7 separate regions of the Mus musculus genome follow, and all the other regions are linked to region 3. A link is a contact called in public Hi-C, HiCAR-type and promoter capture Hi-C data. All regions are on one chromosome and are shown on one strand. Each heading gives the region's core, a stretch centred on a gene start, on an enhancer-like site or on the middle of the called end of the contact. The rest is flanking DNA. Distances are from core to core; before and after follow the strand shown.

What was found. Promoter capture Hi-C pulls out the DNA fragments that hold promoters and counts their contacts. Hi-C and Micro-C count contacts between places; a contact is called where the count stands out from the background. HiCAR-type assays count read pairs that join an accessible place to other places.
Region 1: a contact with region 3 is called in a HiCAR-type map of astrocytes, with 3 times the contacts expected there. The contact joins the promoter of Rhou here to the promoter of Cog2 in region 3. A contact is called at or near these places in 3 of 39 promoter capture datasets (liver and stem cell-derived epiblast-like cells) and 1 of 115 datasets of contacts at active chromatin or transcription factors (astrocytes).
Region 2: a promoter capture Hi-C map of pre-B cells shows a contact between it and region 3, with 3 times the contacts expected there. The contact joins the enhancer-like site here to the promoter of Cog2 in region 3. A contact is called at or near these places in 5 of 39 promoter capture datasets (the 3T3-L1 cell line, the C10 cell line, liver and 1 more), 1 of 484 Hi-C or Micro-C datasets (the G1E-ER4 cell line) and 2 of 115 datasets of contacts at active chromatin or transcription factors (astrocytes and large pre-B cells).
Region 4: a promoter capture Hi-C map of liver shows a contact between it and region 3, with 6 times the contacts expected there. The contact joins the promoter of Nup133 here to the promoter of Cog2 in region 3. A contact is called at or near these places in 10 of 39 promoter capture datasets (the 3T3-L1 cell line, 3T3-L1-derived adipocytes, cranial neural crest and 5 more), 9 of 484 Hi-C or Micro-C datasets (CD4 T cells, CD8 T cells, LSK cells and 6 more), 4 of 115 datasets of contacts at active chromatin or transcription factors (astrocytes, embryonic forebrain, neural tube and 1 more) and 2 of 9 other capture datasets (adipose tissue and liver).
Region 5: a promoter capture Hi-C map of liver shows a contact between it and region 3, with 3 times the contacts expected there. The contact joins the promoter of Rab4a here to the promoter of Cog2 in region 3. A contact is called at or near these places in 6 of 39 promoter capture datasets (the 3T3-L1 cell line, the C10 cell line, embryonic stem cells and 2 more) and 5 of 115 datasets of contacts at active chromatin or transcription factors (astrocytes, hepatocytes, large pre-B cells and 2 more).
Region 6: a Hi-C map of bone marrow-derived macrophages shows a contact between it and region 3, with 11 read pairs. The contact joins the promoter of 4732419C18Rik here to the promoter of Cog2 in region 3. A contact is called at or near these places in 1 of 39 promoter capture datasets (liver) and 1 of 484 Hi-C or Micro-C datasets (bone marrow-derived macrophages).
Region 7: a promoter capture Hi-C map of stem cell-derived epiblast-like cells shows a contact between it and region 3, with 3 times the contacts expected there. The contact joins the promoter of Acta1 here to the promoter of Cog2 in region 3. A contact is called at or near these places in 12 of 39 promoter capture datasets (the 3T3-L1 cell line, 3T3-L1-derived adipocytes, the HPC-7 cell line and 8 more).

What each region holds. Positions count from the first base shown.
Region 1 is chr8:123,652,656-123,656,516 of GRCm38.p6, forward strand. It overlaps Rhou (ras homolog family member U), which reads left to right and starts at 1,274. Exons shown (of 3, transcript NM_133955.4): 1 at 1,274-1,561; 2 at 2,837-2,895. The coding sequence starts at 1,291. Gm35874 (a long non-coding RNA gene) reads right to left here and starts at 81. Exons shown (of 3, transcript XR_388157.3): 1 at 1-81.
Region 2 is chr8:123,918,589-123,922,087 of GRCm38.p6, forward strand. It overlaps Nup133 (nucleoporin 133), which reads right to left. Exons shown (of 26, transcript NM_172288.2): 14 at 2,260-2,354; 15 at 184-408. Among named protein-coding and RNA genes, the nearest start is that of Gm29773, 26 kb to the left of the region's middle. Within about 2 kb of position 1,488, at least 1 of the 459 cell types and tissues checked has an H3K27ac peak or open chromatin away from gene starts, as enhancers often do. A contact at or near this core is called in pre-B cells, where this site is marked.
Region 3 is chr8:124,518,513-124,522,019 of GRCm38.p6, forward strand. Cog2 (component of oligomeric golgi complex 2) reads left to right here and starts at 2,255. Exons shown (of 18, transcript NM_029746.3): 1 at 2,255-2,439. The coding sequence starts at 2,368.
Region 4 is chr8:123,947,167-123,950,938 of GRCm38.p6, forward strand. It overlaps Nup133 (nucleoporin 133), which reads right to left and starts at 2,099. Exons shown (of 26, transcript NM_172288.2): 1 at 1,832-2,099. The coding sequence starts at 2,010.
Region 5 is chr8:123,803,554-123,807,354 of GRCm38.p6, forward strand. It overlaps Rab4a (RAB4A, member RAS oncogene family), which reads left to right and starts at 2,443. Exons shown (of 8, transcript NM_009003.3): 1 at 2,443-2,613. The coding sequence starts at 2,583.
Region 6 is chr8:123,752,290-123,755,964 of GRCm38.p6, forward strand. It overlaps 4732419C18Rik (RIKEN cDNA 4732419C18 gene), which reads right to left and starts at 1,939. Exons shown (of 3, transcript NR_166622.1): 1 at 1,769-1,939.
Region 7 is chr8:123,892,971-123,896,336 of GRCm38.p6, forward strand. Acta1 (actin, alpha 1, skeletal muscle) reads right to left here and starts at 1,805. Exons shown (of 7, transcript NM_009606.3): 1 at 1,722-1,805; 2 at 599-739; 3 at 176-500; 4 at 1-24. The coding sequence starts at 727. Gm29773 (a long non-coding RNA gene) reads left to right here and starts at 1,806. Exons shown (of 3, transcript XR_879336.3): 1 at 1,806-3,366.

The DNA of each region.
Region 1 (3,861 bases), core at 24-2,523, 870 kb before region 3:
GTAATGCTAATATTAAAGGAATTCGTTTTGACAGAATGGTTACAACAACATCTGGGACATAACAAAGGCTCAGTATTTAACTAGCTCTTGTCTTTTTTTTTTTAAGATTTATTTATTTTATTTATATGAATACACTGGCTGTCTTAAGACACACCACAAGAGGGCACCAGATCCCATTACAGATGGTCGTGAGTCACCATGTGGTTGCTGGGAATTGAACTCAGGACCTCTGGAAGAGCAGCCGGTGCTCTTAACCACTCTCCCTTTCTCTCGGCCCCTAGCTCTTGTCTTTACCACCAGCAAAATAATATTAATATTAACAGCACACAGCTCTTCTTACACCAGAAGCAAATCAGAAGCATTAGTGACCAGGCAGAGAAAGGGCAGCACAAAATGAACAGACAATTAGCTTTTCAGATAATACTACGGCAGCCAAAATTGCACTTAACTAAAGACTGTAAGGAAATTTGCTGGACCATGAATACACACAAGGTCACAGCATGCCAAAGAGAGGGAGCGCTAACAAAGGGTGGTATCCTGCATCCAAATGAGAATCAATGATTTTTAACAGAAAAATCATACATTTGTCTGCAATCAAACTTAAGTCCTACTCATCAGGACTGGCTATCAAGACAATAATCTCTCCTGAGGGACTGCAAAAGCAGGCAGGCCCCACAGCACTCTCCCCCTCCAAACCAAGACACTTGTGTGGAGGAGCAAGGGCAGCTGGAGGAACAGGAAGAGTGGAAGAAGCAGGGTGATCATGGTGAGAGGGAGACCGCGGAAAGGAGGTTGTGGAGTAGAAAGAGAATAGGGGGCGACCTAAGGAGGGAGAAGGAGGAGAGGGAAGAGAAAGAGCCGGGAGGGAAGGGGGAACAGAAGGATGGGGAGGAGGGGGCAGGGCAGGAGGAACTGGAGAGCAAGAGGAGGAAAGGAAGCTTGGGAAGGAGCCGGGAAAGGGGGGTGGGGGGATGAGAAGCCCACAGCAGGGGCCAGGGGTAGCTCGGGGTCCGCGTGGGTTGGCGTGGTGGAGCCAGCTAGTCCAGCCGCACCGTTTCGAGGCGCCGGCGTAGTTCACCAGCGCGGCGCGCAGACGGGGGCGCTGTGGTCTCGGATAGAAGAAGGAGCCGCCGGACCCGCCTCTTTCCCCGCCCGCCGGTGTCGCAGGGAAGCCTGGCGGAGCAGGCTCGGCCACATCGCGGCCGCGCGGGCACAGACGCCCAGCCGAGTGCGGACCGTGCGCCGCCTTTGTCCGCCGGTGGCAGCTGGTCTCGCGGCCGCCGCCCCGCGATGGCCCCGCAGCAAGGCCGGCCGGCGCTGCCCGCCCGCTGCGAGCCGCCGGCGGCGCCGCCGGTACCGCCTCGCCGAGAGCGCGGGGGGCGCGGGGCGCGCGGGCCCGGGGTGTCCGGGGGTCGGGGGCGCGCGGGCGGCGCCGAGGGACGCGGCGTCAAGTGCGTGCTGGTCGGCGACGGCGCGGTGGGCAAGACCAGCCTGGTGGTCAGCTACACCACTAACGGCTACCCCACCGAGTACATCCCTACGGCCTTCGACAACTTCTCGGGTGAGCGCCGGGCGGGGCGCGGCCTCGGGCTGGGAGGCGCGGGGCGGCGCGGGTCTCGGGGCAGCGGCTCGGCGAGGTGGCAGCGGGGTGTCCGACCGGTCTGGCTCCGGGATTCCGGAGCGAGCTGCAGCTCAGGTGGCCTTCCCACCTGCGCCCTCCGGGGCGGCTCACTTCCAGCGGATCTTCGCCTGGAGCAACCCGGATTGCTCCCGTGTGTGAGCCGGCCAGGCGCACCAAGGAGGGCTGGGGCTTGCGAGAACGTTCCTTTCTTCTGAGCCCAGCGCCTGCCTGGCCTGCGCCCCGCCTGCGCTGTCTCGGTTTCTGACGGTTGGCCCAGTCCCTCCAGCTTGGCGTTTAGTTACAGCAAGTTCTCAAGGGTGGGTGGGTTCGTGGATCACACAAAGATAACAAAAGTAAAGCAATCATTTCTCTTGATTTTTTAAAAAGTCTTTCAGGAATTTAAGAAAAAGTTACAAAAAAAAAATCACATTAAGCTAGTGTGAAAAATCTTCCTCCTAAAAAATTTACCTCCGACTTCCAGTCTCCGTGGCCAGTCTCTAATTTCAGAGACCCTATGGATAAAACAGAAGTGCATGGTGCCCCCTCCACCGCTCACTAGCATAAACATTTATAAACAACCAGAAATGCTATCAGAAGGAGACAAATTGCCTAATATAAGCTGAAACCTCCGAGTCTTTACTGGATGGGGGGTCCTTGCTCTCACCCTATCTCTGGACCCTGGGGGAAAATCTGTGTGGCTTCTCTCTGCCAGCTTTTCTTAATCCTCTTTTTGAACTGACAGAGAGAAGTGCCCATTTCCACACACGCACGGGTGATAGGCCGCCTGTGTTTGCACAAGTTCTCAAAACTGCTGGAGTTTTATGATAAACCCTGAAGCAGGGAGATTTTTTTTTCCCAAGAGAAAACAGGATTATCTATGAGGTTGTCCACTGATTTAAAAGTGCAGAGTTGGTTTCCCACCTTGTGTTGTTTCTAGGCTCTTTGAAACAAGGGTGACAGGAAAATTAATCTTCCAGGCTTGAAAGGAAAACAAGCCTTCCGGGGCACCTTCTGGAGGTCAGGGCTTTGCTGCTTCATGCTCTGTGGTGGAGGGAGCCCCCCACCTTGGAACATTTGTACACTTCCATGGGTTTCTGGGCGTAGCCAAGTCCTTAGTTCACTAAGAGAACCCAGAGCAGGAACTGCCAATCTGCTGAGAGGGTAAAAGATGTCCTGATAATCATCTTGCTCTTTTTTTTTTTTCTTTCTCCCAAGCCGTGGTGTCTGTAGATGGGCGGCCTGTGAGACTCCAGCTCTGTGACACTGCAGGACAGGTCGGTATCAAGTTACACAGCTCAGGCACTGGGAAAGGAAACAGCCTTTTAAAGGTTTCCAAACAACCTTTGCAGTTTCCAAATGATTCCCTTAGTAACTGGGTCATTGTGAAACTCGCCGAAGCAGGCCCACCCCTGCTTCATCTCCTTTGAGGGCAGTGGGAGGAGGCCAAGAAGGACACCTCGGGGCCAGTGAAACAGGGTCGGCCTGTTCTGGGAAGGAGCTGGGGAGGCAGCCATCGCTGCGGGAACTGCCCCTTATCTTCATAGGACTTTCGGGTACCTCTCATGGCCTAGCTTAGGCTACAAAAGAAAAACCACAGGAATGGTTTGTAAGCGTTTCTCAGAGGAAGCCCCTCATGTCCTATAATCCATTGATTCAAGGCTAATGAACCTGAGACTTAAACGCTTGTTCAAGGAAAAAAAAGAAAAAAAAAAAAACCAGTAGCTTATGTTAACAAATGTCTTTCCCTGCTCTAGAGCAGTGGTCAGAGTCACCATAAATGGAGCAGGGAAAGGCAGGGCCACTCTGTTTGGTCATTCTTGTCTCGGGGGCAAAACACTAGAAAAGGAAGCCAGGCAGGAGGCATAGGTGTAGGACCCCCTGAGTGCCCCACAGAAGGGTTAAAGCTGCCCTAGAAGCTGTTCTAGCCACTGAGGTCCTAAGTACTCAGGTGCCCAGGTGACAGCAAACTCTGCTCTCCCAATGTCTGGAGCTGACAGGGTACAGTGGGGATAAGTAACCCCTTTGCTTCCCTGACTGTCCGTGCTAAGGAAAAAGCTGGCCTTCCTGTGTCTCCAGATCTCATCCAAGCCAGGGCCTTTAGCTAACTCATTACTGTAAGACAGCAAACTTGGGACTCGGGACTGGCTTATTCTTGAGACCTTGAGGAGACAGAAGACAAGGCTGTCTTAATGGACTGCTGGGAAAGCTGTTTGGCACCTTTGCTATGAGTGGGGGAAAGC
Region 2 (3,499 bases), core at 238-2,737, 600 kb before region 3:
TGGAAGGCACACAGTGAAGAGGACACAACTAACAGCATCCATAGGCAGGGAGCCCGAGCGAACATGTCAATGAGGTCTTTTAACACCCTGCCCCAGCAGGGATGTCCACACATGGCACAGCTCAGAGAAGACACAGGAAGATGACACAAGACACAGGAAGACAAGAACTAGGGCGCAGCTGACCTCTCGAAAGAAGACATCGGCAGGAGTCAGGCTGTTGGGAACCTCACACTCCCTCTTGTTCAGGGCGAGCAGGATAGCTGAGTTCACCAGGTCTGGCAGTCGAGAGTGGTGGTTTTTTAGTGTGATGGCAGCTGACAGCTTTTCTGCATGTTCACAGAGTAGCAGTCGGGTGGACATGGGTGTCCCTCTGATTGGATAGGAGCTCAAACGTCTAAACAAGCCGACCTCACAAAAACAAAATACAACAAGCACTTGTTCTCAGAAGGCACTCAGAGAATGTGGCCACATTCTCCAAGGAGCTTCCCCACTATAGGCCACCTCTGGGTGACACTGCTCCCAGTGCTCCGTGCAGGATACTGATTCTATCCATGGCTGCTACACGTCTCAAACCACTAGTTAGACAGCATGAGGATCACATGGCTTTTCTGATTTATACCTGGATTACTATCCTGGATTACAGAGCGTTGAGATACGGAAACTTGGAGCAACCATCTTATGGAATGATTTCCAGAGCCACGACTTTAGATGAAGGGCAGGCAGTGTCTCCTGTATGGGTGCCTGTTTCTGGTTGGTTGCCAGGATCTAGTTTATTTATCAAATATTACAATAACAAGAACTAGAAAGCAGCCAAAACTCATGAAACAATGATGGACTGCTTTCCACACTTAAGTACCATTTCTTCATTAACAAGTGACCTTATTTCTCCTTCCCTCACCTCTGTCTCTGTACACCCCGGCAGGCAACTTCTTAAAAACACAAAGGGGGCGTGTGGGGGTGCAGCAAGATGGCTCAGGCAGTAAATGTCAGATCAGGAGTTCAAAGCTGGCTCTGGTTACATATTCCAGGCTACATGAAACCCTAACCTCCAAAACAAACAAAATAACCCCTCTCAAGCAAACTGTAAGTCCCCCAAAACACAGGGCTCATGCCACTCGTGAGGCTGTGCCTTGACTTCTCACATGACAGACAACTTCAGCAGCGGGGTGTTTCGCGGTGGCCATCGTCTCCATTCTACTTGCTCATTTCATGGCTTTTTCTTTTTCCTCTTTTTTTCTTTTTATTTTGAGACAGAACTCACTGTGTAGACCAGGTTGGCTTTGAACTCAAAGATCTGCCTGCCTTTGTCCCTGAGTAGGAAAATTAAAGCTTCTACCATGGCTGGCTGATGATTCTTAAAATAAAAGTACCGTTACATGATTTGACTCATTTTCCCACTCTTTAAGTAAGTTAAAAGCGCAGTTCTCCTGTGAGAGCCGTCCACAGGGAGTGCTTGGGGAGCACAGAGTAAAGCGGCAGCTGTGTGCTAAGATCATCCCAGTACACACCAGGGACCACAGCCACAGTGCCAGATCACTTCCCACCCCATTCACAATCAAAGAGAGGCCTCAAATACAGAAGTACTGAGCTGGGTTGTACGTGTGTCCTGGCTGTGACAGCAAATGCTTCCTGCTCAGAGACAAAGCTATGGAGATGAGCTGGGCCTGATGGCTCACTCCTTTAACCTACCACTTGGGAGGCAGAGGTAGGTGATCTCTAGGCCAGCCTGATCAATATAGTGAATTTTAGGTCAGCTAGGTTTACACAGCAAGATCTTGTTTTCAAAAAACAAAACAAAAAACCCCTACAAGCCACAGAAGAGAATGCAAACACAAGAGACAGCAGTGTTGGGTCTGCACACACAACTAGAGCTGTTGGCAGCTGAGCCTCCATTATGTCCTCCAAGTCACTGTGTGCCCAAACCCTGGCTGCCTGTGGCTTCTGATGAGCGGGTGTGTCCACACTTGTCATCAGCTCTCAGCACACAGTCAAGGTCCTCCTGACAATACAGAATCAGTGTACAAAAATCCATGTTTTTACACAAAAGCATCAAAAACGTTTGTATGAGATTCTGATTTTTACAAATCCCTGGTCTCGGGCGGTGAGCTAGCTCAGTGGGTAAAGGGACCATCTGATCACCAGAGAGAAAGAAACACCCGAGAGCTGTCCTCTGACATCCACGTGTGCCAAGGCCCTCAAAGATACCCAGAAAGAGGGCTAGAGTGACAGCCCACCCCCTAACCCAGTGCTGAGGCTTACTTGGTGAAGGAAGTCCACCAAGAGGCAGTGAGCTTTCATCTTGTCCTCCAGCTGGTGCAAAATGATCAGTGAGGTGTTGCTCAGCCCAGGGGCCTCTGTCAGAACACAGCAGCAAAATGTAGACACAAAACCATTTTCAGAACAGTAGCAGACAGAAAGAAACAAGCTGGGAGGAGCTAAAAGGAGCAGAGCACCAATCCTTAACAAGAGTTACATATGTCACTCAAAGAGCTGCACAACTGGATACATAATTCACGGTGGCTCACATCAGTCATCTGACCTCTTGGTAAAGTGGGAGCAGGAGATAACAAGGCTAGACCAGGCTATAGTGAGTTCTGGGACATCTTAGACTACAAAGTGAGACTCTGTGTCAAAAGAGCTTTTAAATTCAGAGAAAAACCTAGTATTCTTGACACTGTGCCCTGGGTTAGTCACTGTACGACTTGGCTCCAAGAAAGCAGCAAGGAAACGTCCCAAGTCCCGTGCAAGGCTCAGCAGACATCTCGGAAGCAGACCTTGGTGTGGAGAGAGATTTGCATCTGACACACTTTCTGGTAACTAGGAATGCAGAGCAGCCTAAGTGGGTTGTCACCTGGGACAGCGGGGGAGGGGAGGTGTTCACTTCTGAATACCAAGAATTTCTCCAACACCTGGGAGATCCTACCAGCCAATGCTTAGAGTGTGCCGAAACTATTTACTTTGGAGCAAGTGAGAACCAAATGCTTACCAACTCCTCTGTGAAGGCTGTCATTCTTGGCTGTCCACTCCAGTACACGTGAATTAACTAGAAACTCAAGCCCCTGGGCACACCTGTGAGGTATTTTTATTTAACTGGATCACTTGAGATTGGTAGGAAGATCCATCTTAAATCTGGACCATTTGAGGTCAGAAGACCCATTCTAAATCTGGGCCATACCCTGTCATGGCAGCCAAGTAACGAAAACCAACACTCCTCTCAGCTCCGTTTTAATTCCTCCATCATAATAAAGGCATGCTTTTGCTCTTTGCCAGCTCGGTCTTGCTCTCACTGGAAGGTCCGCTCTTTCACTGGCACAAGAGCCGGGTCCTTGGAGACTCTGATGTGTACTGAAGAGCAGCTGAGACATCCAGCCTTGCGGACTGAACAACTGCTAACTGTTGAATTTTCTGACGGTAGCCGGCCTGCCATGTGGACGGGAAGGACCACAGCGTGCAGGGTGCTCTAAGCTCTAATAAACTCCATTACTTACTCATCCTACTG
Region 3 (3,507 bases), core at 1,005-3,504:
GTGGCTTGGTTAGCTCCTCCAGCTCTGTCCTCTGTAACACACACACACACACACACACACACACACACACACACACACTGTCTTGTAGGTTTTGGCTGGCTCCACTCCACTGCTGCTGCTGTTCTTGGTTGTCCTTCCATGGTACTGGCATCTCCAAAATGCTGGGGTCTCTGCTATAACTGGGCTGTATTTTGACCAATAACCTGTTGGTACCTCATGGTTCCAAGTCTCAACTTCAACTGCCACTGATGCTACACCTTCAATAATGGCCTCTCCTGGCCTCTCACAATGCTAAGCCTCAGCTGCTCTCCATGACCCCTTCATGTCTTTAAAACCAGTACCACCTGAGTGACTCCTATACATTACCAAATCCAACTGCCAGCATGAGGTACGGTACGACCTTGGCCACCTCTAGAACACAGCTTCTCTGTGCTCTCAGAAAATGCTTCCCAAAAACTTTCACCTCAGGGATACTGGTCTCTTCTTAATCATCACTGATTTCTTAACTCCAGATAACCAGCATCAATAGTCCCAGTCAGAAAGGTTTCACTTCGGTAGTTCTGGTATCTTATTAATCATAGCTGATTCTTCAGCCCTAGCTAACCAGAACCATAGACTTAAATCAAAGTCGCCAACAGCCCTGATAGTCTTTAAACTTCCTTCTGAAACTTCACCAGCCAGACCCCTCCATCTTCTGCCTGCTTTCACCATTCTTATCTTCCAAGCGTCTACAGAACATTCCACTGAGCTCTTAATATTCAATGATTCTTCTAGCACAAAGTTCCAAAGTCCTCCCACAATCCTCCCCAAAACATCACTGAAGTCAGGTCTGTCACAGCAATACCCCATTCCCGGTACCAATTTGTCTCAGTTAGGGTACCAGGCTAACTATGGCTGCAACAAAACACCATGTCTTAGTTAGGGTTTCTATGGCTTCAACAAAACACAATGATCAAAAAGCAAGTTGAGGAGGAAAAGGTTTATCTGGCTTACACTTTCAGATCACAGTTCATCATTGGAGGAAGTCAGGACAGCAACTCAAGCAGGGCAGGAACCTAGAACAGGAGCTGATACAGAAACCATGGAGGGTGCTGCTTGTTAGCTTGCTTCCCATGGCTTGCTCAGCCTGATTTCTTAATGAACCCAGGACCACCAGCTCAGGGATGGCCCCACCCACAGTGGGCTGGGTCCTCCCTCACAGAGCACTAATTGAGAAAATGCCTTACAGCTGGATCTCATGGAGGCATTTCCTCAGCTGAGACTCTCTTCTCTCTGATGACTCTAGCTTGTGTCAATTTGACACGCAAAGCCAGCCAGTACACCACTGAATCTTTGCAGCAATTCCAGGGTTAGCACACTAGGCTGAACACAGTCAGGTTCTTTGATAAAGGATGGAGGAAAATATCAGAAGGGAACAGCAAGTTCTAGCCCCAAGCTTCTAGGAATCAGGCAGGTTTCCCAGGAGTCTTTGTTTCTCTCTTGGCGAGCACCTCGGGTCCCTCCCTTGGTACCTCCAATTTGCCACTCTGAAATTATAGCGAGAGGCTGAATGCCACATCTCTCAGACTAATAATAACAGCAGAGAACTGTTCGCTTTGTTAGGTTCGAGGATAATACTTTGAGTTGGCAAGAAGGGCTTTGTTTGATCTTTTACAGGAGGAATCGCTAAATAAGGTGTTGGTGAAGTGTTCTAACAATATCTTCCCATGACAGCTATGATGGTGGTGGTAGCCTGGGTAAAGAGGACCTGGAGACAGGCTGGGGGTTACTAGAGCATGGTCAGCGTATGGCGAGTTCACGTTGCCTAAACTTGTGAGGGTGAAAGATTTGGTAATAAGAATAAAATATTAACAAGAAAGCAAGACTTCTTTGCTACACACAAACCAACATGTTAGGGACATCGGCTGCAGTCCAGCCTATCCAGCACATGCTCAGGCGATAGGGTCTCTGAATTTTACCCCAACATTCAGTTAGAGGGATGGTGTCCTGTTTGGTCTAAACTGAAATACAAAGGGATCACTTTCCTCTGACCATCTTTAAGGGCAGTGACGTTTTCTCTCCTCACCAGGAGAAAAGAACAAGGCTGTCCTGGTTCTTGACTTTTCTCCCAGGCCAGCTGCCTCGGTGCATGCGTGAGGCTGCAGTACCACGCTCGACTCCCGGAGGCAGTAGCGCCAGGCTGGGAGCTTCCGGCTCGAGGGCGCCGCTCTTATCACCAACAGTGCGCAGCCGCCCGCGACGCTCGTCTATTGGCTGTCGCTCGCTGCTGCCATACTGGCGGAAGCGGAAGTGGAGCTGGGACGCTGGGGGTGGGCTGGGCTGCCGCGTCCCCTGCGGTCTTGGCCTTGAGGGGCGGCGGCCGGCGTGATGGAGAAACGCAGGATGAACCTGCCTACGGGGCCGGACACGCTGTGCTTCGATAAGGACGAGTTCATGAAGGTGAGGGCACCCGGCAGATCGCCGCTGAGTTGGCCGGACGCTGAGGCCCGGTGGTTCCCAGAGGCTCCGGCGGGTGTCAGGGACGTGGGATGGAAGGTGGCAGGGGTGTCCAGGCTGAAAACGCTCTGACATTAAGAAGTGGGAACCTGACAGCCTCGCCACGCTGCAACCCAGCGGCCCTGCTTACAAATCTAAACCGAAAACACTTGGCTGATAACATTTCACCGAGCAGGCACAGCCTCCGAACGGCGCAGGCTTTGAGCCTGTTAGTTGTACCTCTCCGCTGTTGTCACTTAAAACAACCCCAAACATATTTACACCCGCTTTCTTTCTCGAGACAGGGAGGGTTTTGAGTTGTAGCCCGGACGGGTCTCGATCCTCCTGTCTTAAGGGCAGAAATGGCAACTGTGAGCTAAAAGTTTGTGCCATTTAATAGTTGCGATTTGAGGGACCATTTCAAAGCTGGTTCCGAGGTTAGGAATTTCTTTCTGTCTCTTTGGCACATAAAATACTAAGCAAACGAGTCCAAGTCTTACTGTATAGAGTGTGTGTGTATGTGTGTGTGTGTTGTGTTTGCATGTGTGCACCCTGCTCCCCTTTCACAATCGAATTTTTCCCTCTGACTTAATTGGCCTATCTCTGTTCTGGTATTTGCATTTAGTTGACATGGCCAAAGAAAGCGCTGAGGTTTTGGTGTTTGGATTTTAATTTATATGTGACTTCTGTACTGTGCCCACGTAGGTTTCCATGTGTGAAAGGCTTTTTTGTGTGTATGTGTCTGCCTTCCTGAGTTTATGTGCACAGTGTGTGCAGAAGCCCTCAGAGGCCAGAAGACTGTGGGGTTCCCTAGAACTGGAGTTACAGGTGCTTGTGAGCTGCCCTGTGGGTGCTGGGAGCCAAACCCTGGTCCTCTGTTAAAGTAGTAAGCACTCTTAACTGCTGAGCCATCTCCAATAAATGAGGTTCAAATGGGATGCTTGAAATAATGATTCAGAAAGCCCCTGTTACATCCTGTGACTTATGGATACCTTGGAAAGAGGGTTAAAAAAAAAGAGCCAAAGGTACATG
Region 4 (3,772 bases), core at 849-3,348, 570 kb before region 3:
CTCTTAACCACTGTGTCATCTCAGGAGTGGGGGTGGGGGTTTCTTAATTGGGCTCCCCCCTACTCAGATGATTCTAGTTTGTGTTCACAAAAAACTAACCACCATGCCTGAGTCATCTGAGTTCAGAAATTAGAAGTGAGTACACCTCTGCCTCTGAGGTCAGTACTGTGAAGGGTTCTTCTTAAACAATAAAGTGAAAGCCAGGCACAGAGAGGAGGCAGATCTCTGTGATATCTGCCTGAGGTTAGCCTGGTCTACACAGTAAGTTCCAGAACCCTGTCTCAAAAAACAAGCAAACAAAAACAAGGGTCCCACGTGTGCTCTCAGCATCACAGTTACTCTCTGAATTATCACAAGACTTGTAGGTTCATACATTTTAATCATAAGTCTCTGTTAGACTCAGTATTTCCTGTTTTCATGCAGAAAAAAATTCACTTAAGATACACACACACACACACACACACACACAAACATACACACAAACATACACACACACACACACACACACACACACACACACATCACTGTGTGTCTCTGGTTGCTTTGGAACTATATAGCCAAGACTAGCTCTGATCCAGGGTCCTCCTACCTTAGCTTTCCATGTGCTAGGATTTTAAGTTGTGTACTACCATGTCCAGCAATACCTTTTAAAATAATTTTAAGGCAATAGTTGTCAGGTACTTTTGAGATTAATTTACTGGTTTTTTTGTTTGTTTTGAGCAAAAATGATGTATCAGAACATATATGCATCTTACTATCTTTTTAACCCATCATATATACATATATGTGTGTGTGTGTATATATGTGTATATATATATATATGATTGTATGATAGATAGATAGATATCGAAAAGCAAGTGCTCTTATCCCCAGAGCCATCTTTCCATCCCAGAAATTCACTTTTGAAAGATGAACAGAAGAAATTCTTCTAGAAAAAGGTAACCCAATTCTGAATTTTCGTGTTAATTACATTGAGGAGGGTAACAATTCTACTATACATGTGGACTTGGCAGCACACCAGCATCTTTAGTGAAGCACGCTCTCTCTCTCTCTCTCTCACACACACACACACACACACACACACACACAAAGTGCTTTTATGTAACCTAGTCACAACCATCACATTTTGTGGCCCAAGTCCTTTAACTGCCAATCAGTATGTAGTAATAAGCATTTGCTAGGCACTGAGAAAACATTTTTGCCAGGTTTGTAGGCTCTTACCATGACTCAGATAGGTGTACTGAATCCTGAGATGCTGAGATCCTGACTTAAAGCTGGAAGTGTTAAACAAAATGATGGTAGCCAGACAAGCTACTGCATGCTTGAAATAGAAGAATCTTAAAAGTGGATTGAGCAAAGTCAGCCTAGGGTACGTAGCATGGGCTGTCCCAAAGTGGACAGGACTGAGTTCCAGGCTGCATTCCTACACTATATCACAAAAAGACTACACCAGACCAAATGTTACTCGTGTCAAACGCCACAGAGTCAAACCACAACTTTAAACAAACAGCAGCCCGACACTGACCTGTGTCAACATAATAAAGAAATGACTTTTTAATCTTTACAATAATCTGAAGTATGTTCCTACCTTGCAAGCGTAGTGCTCAAAAGGTTCTTTCATTCTTTTCTGTAGCGCGGAGACAGAGTGAATCCATGGGTCCAATAAAGAGTTAAACAGAGAACGGGCAAAACGAGGGCCACCATTAAGCAGCGACAATAAAACGCGAGAATGACCAGAAGTACTTTCGAACTCTGCGGCAGCTTACCCCACTGCCAGGCTCCACCTCCCCGCTGTGGAGCGGACCCCGCTGGTCCCCGAACCCCCACTTACCGTGAGCTCACCGAGCTGCGCCGGCCTGCGGGCGAGAACAGCACGGGCGAGTTAACCGCAGATCCCAGAGACAGACCCCTCCTGCTCGCTCTAGGCGTGGACGTGGGCCCGATCCCGACTAGCGGACCGCGTCGGGTCCCCGGCCCTGGGGTTCGCGGAGAGGAGACGCTCGGAAACATGTTTGCAGAGAGCGTGGAGGAAGCGGCACTCGCGGGCTAATAGCGAGAACCTCGCGCGCCCGGAGCTTGAACACCTGAGGGGCGGGAAGGCGCCTAGAGATGACGTAAGGGGGCGCTCAGCGAGTAGGGAGGGGAAGGCGCATGGCAATGACGTCAAAGATCGGCGCCGAGACTCGGGGCAAGGTCGGAACTGGGAGCGCTTTGTTGACGTCACATCCAGTACCGGGGAGGGGCGGGGCAGGCGATTTGGAGTCCTGCGACCCGATTCACCGCGGTGGATCCAGTGCTCCGGACCGAGAGCTTGCCAGAAGCGCCGGTCTCCGGCTGGAGCTGACCCTCCGCGGCGAGCGTGGGCTGGGGAAGGAGGCGCCCGTGGGCGGAGCTGAGGAAGTCGCGCTCTGGGCGGCGGTGGTGTGCTCACAGTTTTTCCCAACCTAATTCAGATCGGTTCAGGCTTGTTCTTCGTTCGATTGTCTGGGCTCTGCAGCGGGTTGCAGCTTTTTGCTTTCCAGGCACAGCTTGCATTTTGATGGGTCTGTCCTACTGCCGGAGATTCGGAAATGACAGTGCCCCCAGTCCCCGGGCATGTTCACTCTCATCGCTGCCCCTGAAGTTCCAGACCCTAGTAGAAGCCGATAGCAGGCGTGCACACAGTTCTGTTAGTCCTCTGCGGCTGTTTCGGAAGACCGTAGTGTGTGTATGGGGGTGTCTTTTCCATTCTGCTCCCCACATTACTAAACAGTGAACTGAGATTAGCCCGAGGCTGTACTAGAGTTTGTAAATATTCAGGGCTGATAACTGCCCAGGGACCCTTGCTGAACTTGTGAGGTCCCTTGTTACTTCGGGTGGCCTTTCCTTTTCGGTTTTTTCATTGTGTCCCACTTAGACAACATTGTAGCCAGACTTTTGACCACTTTATGGGTTCCTATTTCTACCACTTGTCTCCCTCTCAACCCCCCAACACTAGGTAGGAGAAAGAAGGCTAGAGGAAAAGGGGGCTTCGATATCCGTAGACTACTTCCTGCTGATAGAGGCATCGAGTTCCTTGGGGCAGTTTTGATCTTTTAAGAGCTCAGAAAGCCAGAAGGAGGGCATTGGACTCTGAAGTTAGTTACAGGGGGGTTGTGCGCCACCTAGCATGGGTGCTGGGAATTGAACTCGGAAAAAAAAAGAAAAGCATTTAGAAGTAGCTACTTGAGCCAGGTGTGGCTGCACACACCTATAATCTCTGTAGGACCAGAAGTTGTTCAAAGCCACCCTGGGCTACATGAGACACTGTCTCAAATGCCAACAAACAAACCCAATTACCTGAGAGACCATTATGGACACAAGGTTGTTAGGCATATCAGAAGTAAATACAGTGGGAGGGGGTAGGGGGAGAGAGAACATGGAAGGGAGGAGTCATCTCTGCCCTAAGGATGAGAGAAAGCAGCTTTCCAGTCCACAGTCCAGGAGAAACGTGCGCATGCGTAATGGAGCCTTTAATTCTTGCAAAGTGCAGTGTAGGAGAATTTCGGTTTCTTTTTTGTTTTGGTTTGGTTTGGTTTTCCGAGACAGGGTTTCTCTGTGTAGCCCTGGCTGTCCTGGAACTCACTTTGTAGACCAGGCTGGCCTCAAACTCAGAAATCCGCCTGCCTCTGCCTCCCGAGTGCTGGGATTAAAGGCGTGCGCCACCTCGCCCGGCTGAATTTTGGTTTCTTTAAACACAGAAATGTTATAAGAATATGTCTTCACTTTAATCCCGGGTGTGGGATGTAGGGCT
Region 5 (3,801 bases), core at 1,193-3,692, 710 kb before region 3:
GCAGGTGCACACTACAGCAGTGTTGGAGTTACAGGTGCACACTACAGCAGTGTTGGGGTTACAGGTGCACACTACAGCAGTGTTAGGGTTGCAGGTGCACACTACAGCAGTGTTAGGGATACAGGTGCACACTATAGTAGTGTTAGGGATACAGGTGCACACTACAATGATGTTAGGGTTACAGGAGAACACTATAGCACCCGGCTTCTTGCACTGATCTGAGAATCTGCTTAGATCCTCATTGTTTGTGTGGCAAGCATTTTACCAAATGAGTCATCTCCCCAGCTCTTTTCTTTTCTTCCTTTTTTTTTTTTTTTTTTTTTTTTTTTTTTTAAAGCAGGTTCTGTCTTAGTTGGGGTTTCTATCCCTGTGGTAAAAACACCAGGACCAAAAGCAGCTTCAGGAGAAAGCTTTATTTCAGATTACACTTCCACACCAAAGCCCATCCATCATTACAGAAAGTTAAGGCAGAAGCTGGAGGCAGGAGCTGATGCAGAGGCCATGGAGGGATGCGGCTCACTGACTGGCTTCCCATGGCTCCTTCAGCCTGATTTCTGATAGAACCCAAGACCACCTGCGTGTGGCGGTGTCCCACACAGTTCAATGGGTCACTAGTTGTCACTAATTAAGAAAATGCTCGAGCAGCTTGCCTACAGGACAATTTTATGGACAAATTCTCAATTGTGCTGGCCTTTCCTCAGATGCCAGCTTGTTTCAAGTTGACAAAAATGCAAGCCAGGCACGGAGTGGCGAAGTCTGGCTGGTCTCAGCTCTCAGCCCTCCTTCCTCCATTTCTTGAGAGACGGGATTGTAAACACACCTCTGCACTTGGCAGTTTCTATGCCTCCCTTCTTTCTTTTTTAAAAAAACAAGATCATAGAGTTGTTCCTGCGGTGTACTGGATAGGATCAGAGGCCAAGATAAAATCATAGGTCATAAGAACCAAAAGATTCTTTACTGTATTAAGTCACAAAAGACTAAGACATATTTCTTCCTTTTTGTTTGTTAGTTTGTGTATGAGACAGGGTCTCACAATGCAATCTTGGCTTGCCTAGAACTCAGAATGCAGTCCAGACTGGCCTCGAACTCAGCTCTGCTTGTCTCTTGCCTTCTGAGATCTGGAGTTAAAGGCCCGTGCTACCATGCATGTGCTTTGAATGTAATCGTGTTTGTGGGTGACTCAGAACATTACAGATTTGCATCTGGGAAAGAAAGCTGAGCTCAAAGGTCGCACACTCTCAGGCCTTCAGCGCAGTTCCTTCCTATTTTAACATTCTTTCTTTTTTTTTTTTCCTTTTGTTTTTTTTTTTTGGAGACAGGCTAGATCAGGCTAGCCTCGAACTCACAGAGGTCCACCTGCCTCTGCCTCCCCAGTGCTGGGATCAAAGACTTGCACTACCACTGCTGGGCTATTTTCACATTCGTATATGAAATATCTCTATATCAAATGAATTATTCAGGCAGTCACTCCTGTTATTTTAAAATATATTTACTTATATATTTTTTTGAGTTGTGTCTCTATCATCTTTGTTTTCCCTCCTTGCTGTGTAGCCCAGATAGGCCTTCAACTTGAAACAACCCTGCCTATGCCTCCTGAATGCTGGGATTATAGGCAAGCGACACGATGGTAGACAATCTCAACAGCAAACTTTGCATGCTGTGCCAGCAAGAGACTTCAACAAGATTACGGGATGGGGGCGGGGGCTTCTTTCCCTTCCCACATCTCCTTAATTTTCTGTCATAAAGCACAATAATGAAATATTAGGACAGGCAGCACGGAGGCAGGAGAGAATGTCTGACCCGTGGTAGAGCCTGACAGCGGAGGTTAAAGGTACACGGTAGGCTTCCCACAGCCCAGGCATCTGCTGCTGTGAAGAAGGCAGGATCTTACTTAGGCCCCGGTTTGCTCAGGTGGGTCAAACTCCCGACCCCAATTTGCCTTTCAATAAATGTCCCAACCCTTTTCCTCGGAGGAAGGGGTAGGTTCTGACCTGTATTGCTTCATTAACCGAACACACCTTCGAAATTAGCCTGCAGTAAGAGCCAAGCAGCACTGCTCTGCCCACTAACGTGGTGAGCAGGAGAGTTCTGGTGACCAAACACACCTGCGTGGCTTTCTGCTAGTGAACCCCCTTTCTGTCAAAACAAGCCCTCGGGCGGCCTCCTGTCCACCCTAGCCTGGCAGGTCACTCTTAAGAAAGGCTGAGTCTGTACTGCTAAGCCATCTGGGAGGATCTACGGGCGCAGGCGCCCCCTCCCTAGTCCCGCCCTCCCTCCTTCCTGGTCCCCTCCTTCATCCTCCTTTGCCTTCACCTCCTCCTCCAACTAGGAGCCTCCAACCATTTCTCTTGCCCTCCCTCCTCCCCTTCCCCAGCCCCGCTCCTCCTTCCTCCTGCGACCCCGCCCCTCCCCCTGCTCCGCCGGGCTCCTTCGCCGGGCGGCGGTGCGCAGACGCGGAGCCGAGTCCCGCTGGGCCGCAGCCGGTGGCCGGCTCGCCGTGGGCCCGTTCCCGGCTCTCCACGCTCGGTTCCTCTCGCTCTGCGGAGACTGGAGGACGGACCCCGCGGAGCTGTGGCGGCAGAATGGCGCAGACCGCCATGTCCGAGACTTACGGTAAGACGCGCGGGTTTGCGTACGTGTTTAGAGGGGCAGGCCTTGGGGTCCCGGAATGTTGGGGGCCGGGGTCAGGGTCTCCAGAGCCGGTGTCTAGAATATCGAGATATCCTGCAAACCTCGCGGTGTCAGGAACCAGGCAGAGATATTTAGAGTCTTGGGTGGTTTAGGGTTGGCTTGGGATCCTAGTAATGTCAGCAGCTGGGATCCTGAGAATCTGGGTGTTAGGAGCCAGGTGGAGACACTGAGAATCCTAAAGTGTCAGCGGCTGGGAGGGATCCTGATATTCTTGGGGTGTCAAGGTCGAGCTGGAACTTGAGAATGTCTGGGTGTTTCAGGCTAGGCTGGAATCTTGAGGCTCTAGGGGTATCAGGCGCTGGTCTGGACTCTCTGGCCAGCAGGTGCCCCCTGCTGTGATTCTACCAAGTTCCCTCCCGCTTTGACCCTGGTTTCACTCTACATTTTCCTCCTTGGATTGTTTAAATCTCTCAGGGTTGCAGGAGCCAATTTGTCGTCGATTCTTGTCCTCCTCCCTGCAGCACCAACCGCAGGGATGAAGGCTCAGGGCCACGCCTGCGTTTTGTGTCTCTAGGGGCAGGGTTGTGGGCCTCGGGAGGGTGGGGTGGGGGTGTTGGAATTCCTTTCTTTGCATTGAGATTATAATGAGTTTTAAGTGGATGAATGCTGTCTCTTTTCTGTAGACCCCTGGCCTCGTGTATTTTCCCTCCCTCCCTCTCTCCTCCCGTCCTCCCCTCCAGATATGGTTGCATTATATTACCTTTATAAATACAAATATATGGTCCTCTGATGACCACAGGCCTTGGATATGGAGACATGATTTTTTCATCTTTTTTTCTCCTGCAGCACCCAGCCATTCTCAATGCACGTGCTGGGTGCTCCCCCTCCCCCAGTCGAGGCAAGAATAAACAACCACTACTATGTATGGTTGGCCTGTGCCTGCCAGTCCCTCACGAGACTTGAAACTTTGACGTGGTCTGTGCTCGTCGTCCGAAGGAGGGACTCGCACGGAAAAGCATGACGATCTGTCAGGTTATCTGCAGTTTGTGCCCCTGCTTCCTTCCTGCCACAGGGTGGGGCCAGGGTCTGGCCTGGAAGGCTCTACTCGGTGTACGAGTGCCATGGAAACTTCCCCAAGAGTTTGCGGTCCAACGAGGAGTGGATTTTTAA
Region 6 (3,675 bases), core at 689-3,188, 770 kb before region 3:
CCGAACATAAGGCTTGATGGGCTTGCCTTGATAAGAAGAGATCCATTTAAAAGCAGTATCATGCAAAGTAAATATTTTCCTTTCCTCCTTTGAAACCTGACCAAGATGAACCTTCCGGAAAACATCTGCGCAGATGCTCTTTGGTCAGGCATCTCGACTGCTGTCATCCTTTGTCTTCACAACAGCCTTGCTCACATTGTCCCCTCCAAGTAATAGCAAATACTTCTGTGCTCTGGTCCCTGGGCTAAACAATTAACATTTTATTGATTATGTCACAGCACAATTCTGTGCTCAAATTCATTTCTTGTCAAAAGACATTGCTGCTGGCCCTGGTTTAGAGCTATAAACTATCCAACACGAGCCTTTTTTCTTTTTTCTTTTTTTTTTTTAAGATTTATTTATTTATTATATGCAAGTACACTGTAGCTGTCTTCAGACACACCAGAAGAGGGCGTCAGATCTCATTACGGATGATTGTGAGCCACCATGTGGTTGCTGGGATTCGAACTCAGGACCTTCGGAAGAGCAGTCAGTGCTCTTAACCGCTGAGCCATCTCATCCAACATAGGTTTTATTTCCTGGTTTCATTAAACCTTCCCATGGTTTTCACTAGACTGTGAACACTGACGTTCCTTCCAGTGTGTGGCAGGGCCCTGGAAGCCACCTGATGTGGGTGCACACACACCAGTGTGTACTGTGCTATGCTGTGCTGCAGCAGCGACAGGTAGAGATGCCTTCAGGTGGGACCTAAAAGCCAAGTGGCTTCTGCTGTCTCAGTAGCTCTGATTCATGTGGTTGAGGCAAAACTTCCTGGAGCTCCGATGCTGTGAGGCGACCCCAGGCCATGGAGAGACCCCACAGAAACACACTGAAGAGCAGCTGGTTCAGCTCAGCCTTGGCATCTCCCCAGCCTGATCGCCTGGCATGTAGTTGTCAGAGGGTCTCGGGTCCTGGCACCTAGCCAGTGGCATTCAAAACTGAGGCTTCACATGCTGATGCTGAGTCAGAGCCCAGCCATCCCCACTCCCGACCTTCCAAATTCCTGAGGCACAGAACTCATGGGGTCAACAAAGCAGCCATTGTATTAGACACTAAGTATGGAAGGACTTTGCCGGGCAGCGGGTAAGGACTGCTTCAGTATAGCGTGGATCAAATGATATGGGTGACCTTGTTAGCAGGCCAGCAACTGCCCCAGGGACCATCAAGGTCCAAGTGAAAACACAGCCTTCAAAATAGTATTCAGGCCCATTTGTCCCGAGGAAAAACCCTGGCTTCCTCCTAGAGTTATTTGTGTGTGTGCCTTTTAATTTTCAAGACGTTCTTAAATTATTTATTGAGGCTCCCATTTGTTTCTGGTTAGATTTTAGGCTCTTGGAAGCCAGACCACATCATACTGTGTTCTCCATACACAGGCATAGCACCAGGAGAACTTAGCACCTAGGCTCTGGTCAGCAGGACTCTGGGCCTTGACTACCTAGTTCTGTCACTGCACTCTTTCCTTCTGGCCTGGGAAACTTTGCCTAGGGGGGTTCCAGGAATGGACAGAGCCCAGATAGGTCAGGAGGCCTAGAGTAAAAGCAAGCTCTCAGCTCCCAACAGAGCCTTACCTTACCTAGGACCAGTGCCTTGGAGACTCATTTTAGCCCAAGAACACGACCCTAATCCATCCCAGCGCTGCTCTGAAGTTTCAAAGACAGAACGGCAGAAAAGGCTTTTGTACCTTTCACTCCGAAAATTCACTCCGCAAACGAGCACGCGGCGTTCCTACCTGCTGTGAGCTCCTCTGGAGGACTGCAGATAATAACAGTGATTATTTCCTGTCTGCGTTGCTGAGCCGCTCCCTCCCTAGCTGGTCTTCCTATTTCTATTTTTTGCGCCTTTAAAAGGCAGTCTTCACCCAGCAGCTGGGCAATCTTTTTAATATGCAAATCAGCCTCTCTCCTGTTCCTAATCCACCAGTGATTTCACACTGTGGTTAAAGACCGAGCCGCAGCTCAGGCCTGTGTAGCCGCCCTCTGCCCTTCACCCTCTTGACACACAGCTTCCGGGTCAGTCCTCCAACCTCACCGAGACTCTCACCTCCCCAAGGCGTTTTGCTCGCGCCATCTCTTGTGTAGATCTGTATCAAGTGCAGACCAGTGTATGCGTCAGCTCCCGAAAAGGATTCCTCACCTGGCTTCCTGTGCAGCCTCAGTTTACCACAGTGTCCGTCAATACAAATCCACCACAGACGGTGTGTCTACTCTCGGAGCAAAACAGCCACCACACGGTAGGCTCTCAGCAATCATTTGCTGAAGAATGAATGAATGAATGAATGAATGAATGAATGAATGAATGAGAAACACCCCACAGAGGATATGATGATGAGACGCTGTTGACAGACAGGTAAGGGCTTCTGGGGACCTGAGGCCACACCCTCTTCTCTGGGCGGAATGTTTCCCACGGAGTGAGACACAGCTGAGTGTGCCCGAGGCTTTCAGCCCTCTGGGGTCCTTGGCTGTGATGTCAGTGACTCCCTCAGCATCACATCTGCCTGGACCAGATCATTGTTCCTCTTCCTCTTGACATGCTTCCATGACAACTTACAATTAGGTCGGGCCCTGCCCTCAGAGAAGATTTTAGTAGAGTAAGTCACCACGGGACGAGGAAGAGATGCTGCAGGGCCTTCTACTGCAGCCCATCCCAAGCCAACCCTGTAGCCTGTGTCACTGTGAGAGCCACTCTGCCCGGTAAGGAGCTCAAAATGAATCACCATGACCGGGGCCCAGGTCTCCTCCACCAGCCCCAAAGACAAAGTGGGGCAGGGAAACCAGCCGAGTCTTTCTAAGTCTGTGTGTGACTCAGAGGTCAGGTGCTCCCCTACTGTAGGTCTGTTCTTTGTGGGCTGAGGGGGCTGAGAAAGATAATCTACACTCCAAGAGGACTGTAAGAAGCAGCAGGTGGTGGCTCCTGAGGTTGAAGGACAGGTTCTGGTTGCTCTTTGCTCCCCGATGGAGTCTAGCCACAGGAGGGCCATGAGCATTTGAGACAGCCCTCTGCCATAGATCTTGCTGCAGCTCTTTACCTTCTGCATGACTCCTTTTGTTCTGAGACACGGATCAAAGTTTCAGAGCCTTTCCCACAGGAACCCTGGAATGAACCCCTTGGTATGTTTATCCAAACTGGCATGTTGGGCTGGCGAGATAGCTCAGCGGTTAAGAGCACTGACTGTTCTTCCTAAGGTCCTGAGTTCAAATCCCGGCAACCACATGGTGGCTCACAACCATCCACAATGAGATCTGACGCCCTCTTCTGGTGTGTCTGAAGTCAGCTACAGTGTACATTATAATAATAAATAAATCTGGCTTTGAGCGAGTGGGGGCCCGACGAGAGGGAGCAAAGGCCCTAAAATTCAATGTACTCACATACATAAAATAAATAAATGGGGTAAAAGTAGATAAAGTAGCTGTCTGAAGTGGGTAGCTACCTGGACACAAAACACTAAGGAAAAAAAGACTCGGGGAAGGAGCTGGAAGCTCCCCTTTTCCTGAGACTCCAGAAGCAGGAACAAGAAGCACCACGGTGTACACAGCCTCCTCCCCAAGGGCCGGCTGGCTCCACTCAGTCCACAACCAGGCAGGCGGGTGGGTGGAATCATGACCTGGAATCTCCAGGATTTCCCATAGCAGGTAAGCT
Region 7 (3,366 bases), core at 555-3,054, 630 kb before region 3:
CGTCCCCAGAATCCAACACGATGCCTGTGCAGGGGAGAGGCAGTATGTGAGTGGAGGGGACCAGCAGGCGGCGCAGGTCGGGATACTGCAGAGGATTAAAAAGCGGGGCTGGAATGTTGGAGCAATCCTACCAGGGCCAGCGTGGGCCATGTGTGGGCCATGTGTGAGCGCTTACCGGTGGTACGGCCGGAAGCATAGAGGGACAGCACCGCCTGGATAGCCACATACATGGCAGGCACGTTGAAGGTCTCAAACATGATTTGAGTCATCTTCTCCCGGTTAGCTTTGGGGTTCAGGGGGGCCTCGGTGAGCAGAGTCGGGTGCTCCTCAGGGGCCACACGCAGCTCATTGTAGAAGGTGTGGTGCCAGATCTTCTCCATGTCGTCCCAGTTGGTGATGATGCCATGTTCAATGGGGTACTTCAGGGTCAGGATACCTCGCTTGCTCTGGGCCTCATCACCCACGTAGGAGTCCTTCTGACCCATACCTACCATGACACCCTGCAGATAGAGACATCAGACACTTGTTACTACAGCCAGGGGTGAGGAGAACATTGGCTGGATTCAGAGAGCCTATCTTTCCCTGCCAGCAGCCTGACCTGGTGACGGGGTCGGCCCACGATGGATGGGAACACAGCCCTGGGGGCATCATCCCCGGCAAAGCCAGCTTTCACCAGGCCAGAGCCGTTGTCACACACAAGAGCGGTGGTCTCGTCTTCGTCGCACATGGTGTCTAGTTTCTGCAAAGACAAGGTGTTGAGTGCTGTGTATATGTGATGGGGGGGGGGGGTTAGGGTGAGGCTCCGCTTAACCCATCTTCACTTTGGAGATCCAAAAACTCCTTTCCCCCTTCCCCTTCCTTGCACGGGGGTCAGAGGATGCTCTTCCAGCTTAAGGCTGTGCTTTCGCTATGGGGGAGCTGTCTGTGGATCACACTAAGTCCTCCAACTAGGCATGCAGGGGATATCCTGAGACCCTCTACATTCATTGTAGGCCACCACACACACCACAGCTAGCACTAGTCCTATCCTCTCTGCTCACAATCTCATCTGTGAAGGAGGTATTAAGGCACGCTGCCCACCACCTGCCTGTCCTGTGAGAGGGTCGAGGATTCTGCCCGGGGAAGGGCGATATTGTCACAACTATGGAAAAGCTGTTGAACACTCACAGCATCCCAAACTCAGAAGAAACCCTTCCACCTGTCTCCCATTTCAGAGAAGAGTAGCCAGGGTTGCTGCCCTTTAGAAAAGCCTTGATCTCAAAGGGAGTCGCCCCAAGGCTAAGGCCAGGCTTGACTCTCTCCAAGCTCATCTTCAAATCAGTCTCCCAGGAGCTGGGGTGTAGCTCAGTGGGAGATCCAGCCAACCTCTTGCATCACAAGAGCCCAGATTTGATCCCAGCAGAGAAAGAGGGGAAAGGGGAATGAAAAGCCGGAAAGAAATCTCAACCAACCAGAGGCTGGCGTGTGGCTCAGTAGGAGAGCACCGGCTTGTTCACTTGCAGGACTTGGATTTAGTCCCCAGTAAGAGGGGAGGGAGGAGTCTGCGGGTGGTAATGGATAGATGTCAGACCCCCAGGCATATCCTAAATGCCCAGTCAGCAGCCCAAATGGGCTGGATGTGAGTTTGGAGAAATTTCCAGAACTCAGTGCTAAATACAAGCCCAAGGCTCAATAGCTTTCTTTGCTGGGTCTCCAGGTCACCCTCCCCACCTCCACCCTACCTGCTGCTCTGACTCTGGCCCTGGGTGCCGAGGGTAGGAAGTGAGGCTTCACGTCCGTGTGACCGCCTGTCCCCTTGCACAGGTTTTTATATAGTCCCGGGAGCTCTCCCCACACCGCCCCGAAGGAATGTTGCTGCCCTTCCCAAGCCATATTTGGGTGTCGGGCACTAGAGTCCCTTCCTTCGGCTGGTTCTCAGCCTGGGTCCCCGCCCGGGTCTCCTGCACTGACCAAAGAAGGAGAGGACTGGCCCTGGCCCAGGTAGCTAGGACCGGACCAGGCCGTATATGGAGAGTATCCCCAGCTGTCTGCCCCTCCCAACTGGCTCCAAGGCTCACGGAAGGGCTGTGCTGGGCCAAAGGTCACTGCTTTGCAGACTGCTGGTCTGTACTTCCCAAGATTTACCTGTTTGAAAGGTCTCCCCAGTTCTGCCCACCTGGACACACGATTGCTGACCTGCCACAATGCACCCCATTTATGGGTTCTTAACTCAGACTACTAAGCCTTGATGCTTAAGCTCAGGGGAGGTAGCCCTGTGGTCAGGTGAGCCGGGAGGAGTCATGGGCTCCAGGTAGGGATGGAAAATAAGCCCCACATTTGAACTCCATTTTCTTTCCCACTTTGAAGCTCCCCCAATCCAGAGATCTGACACACATCACCCCCATTCACCCCCACAAGGCTGTCAGTCAGTGTAGGATATGCAGCTGTCACTGGGCAGACAACTGGTGGAAGAGGGGGAGGAGGTAGTGAGAGGAGGCATGGGGACTATGTGGCCCTGGCACACAGAATGGGAGGCCAGGGCATTAGAGCTGTCCCTGCATTCTGCAGTGTACTCTTGAAAGGAATGGAAGGGTCAGTGTGTGTGTGTGTGTGTGTGTGTGTGTGTGTGTGTGTGTGTGTGTAAATCCCAAACTCGGGATTGACCGTCATCGAGTTGGCTAGGCTGAGCAAATGCTACCCCTTCTTTGGTGGCACTAAGCTTCCCTCCCCTGGGTCTGAAAGAAGGATCATACCTGGAACTGTTGGGACCTAGAGGGGGCTGAGGCAGAGAGAGGTGCTGATGAAGATATACCTTCTAAGGAGCACTAAGACCTTACACTGGTGCCCAGGAGCGGCCCCTCCCAGGCAGACTCATCTTTATATTTAGAGGATGATGCCCGTCAGCCCGGCTGCTTCCCATGCACCTTGGGGCCACCACCTGCCAGGCTTGTGTGGGTTCTATTTATACCGCTGATAGATGGGAATCTGCTTTTGGGTTTCTAGAAGGAGCAACTTATGGAAGCTGGGATGGGGGTGAGTAGAGGTCATCTCTTGGCGCCTGTCTCAATTTGGGCAGGGAGAGGGATAAGAAAGCCCAAAGGAAAAGTGTTCTGTGACCAAACAGGCGACATGCTTTGAGGGGTGTGCATCAGAGCCAAGCCACCATGGAGCCATTCACTTTTCTGATGGCTTAAGCGCTCCCAAAATAGCTGTTCCCATTTGGAGTGGAACTTAGCAGCTGGGACAGGTGCAGAGCCTCTGAGAGCAGAGGCTCCATGAAGCGATTTCAGGATCCCACACAGCTCTTCCTAAACCTGAGCTGCACTGCCTAACGGGCATCAGCTCTGTGGCTTTGCCTGTGCCCTGGGCCAGGACCTGGAACTGTTA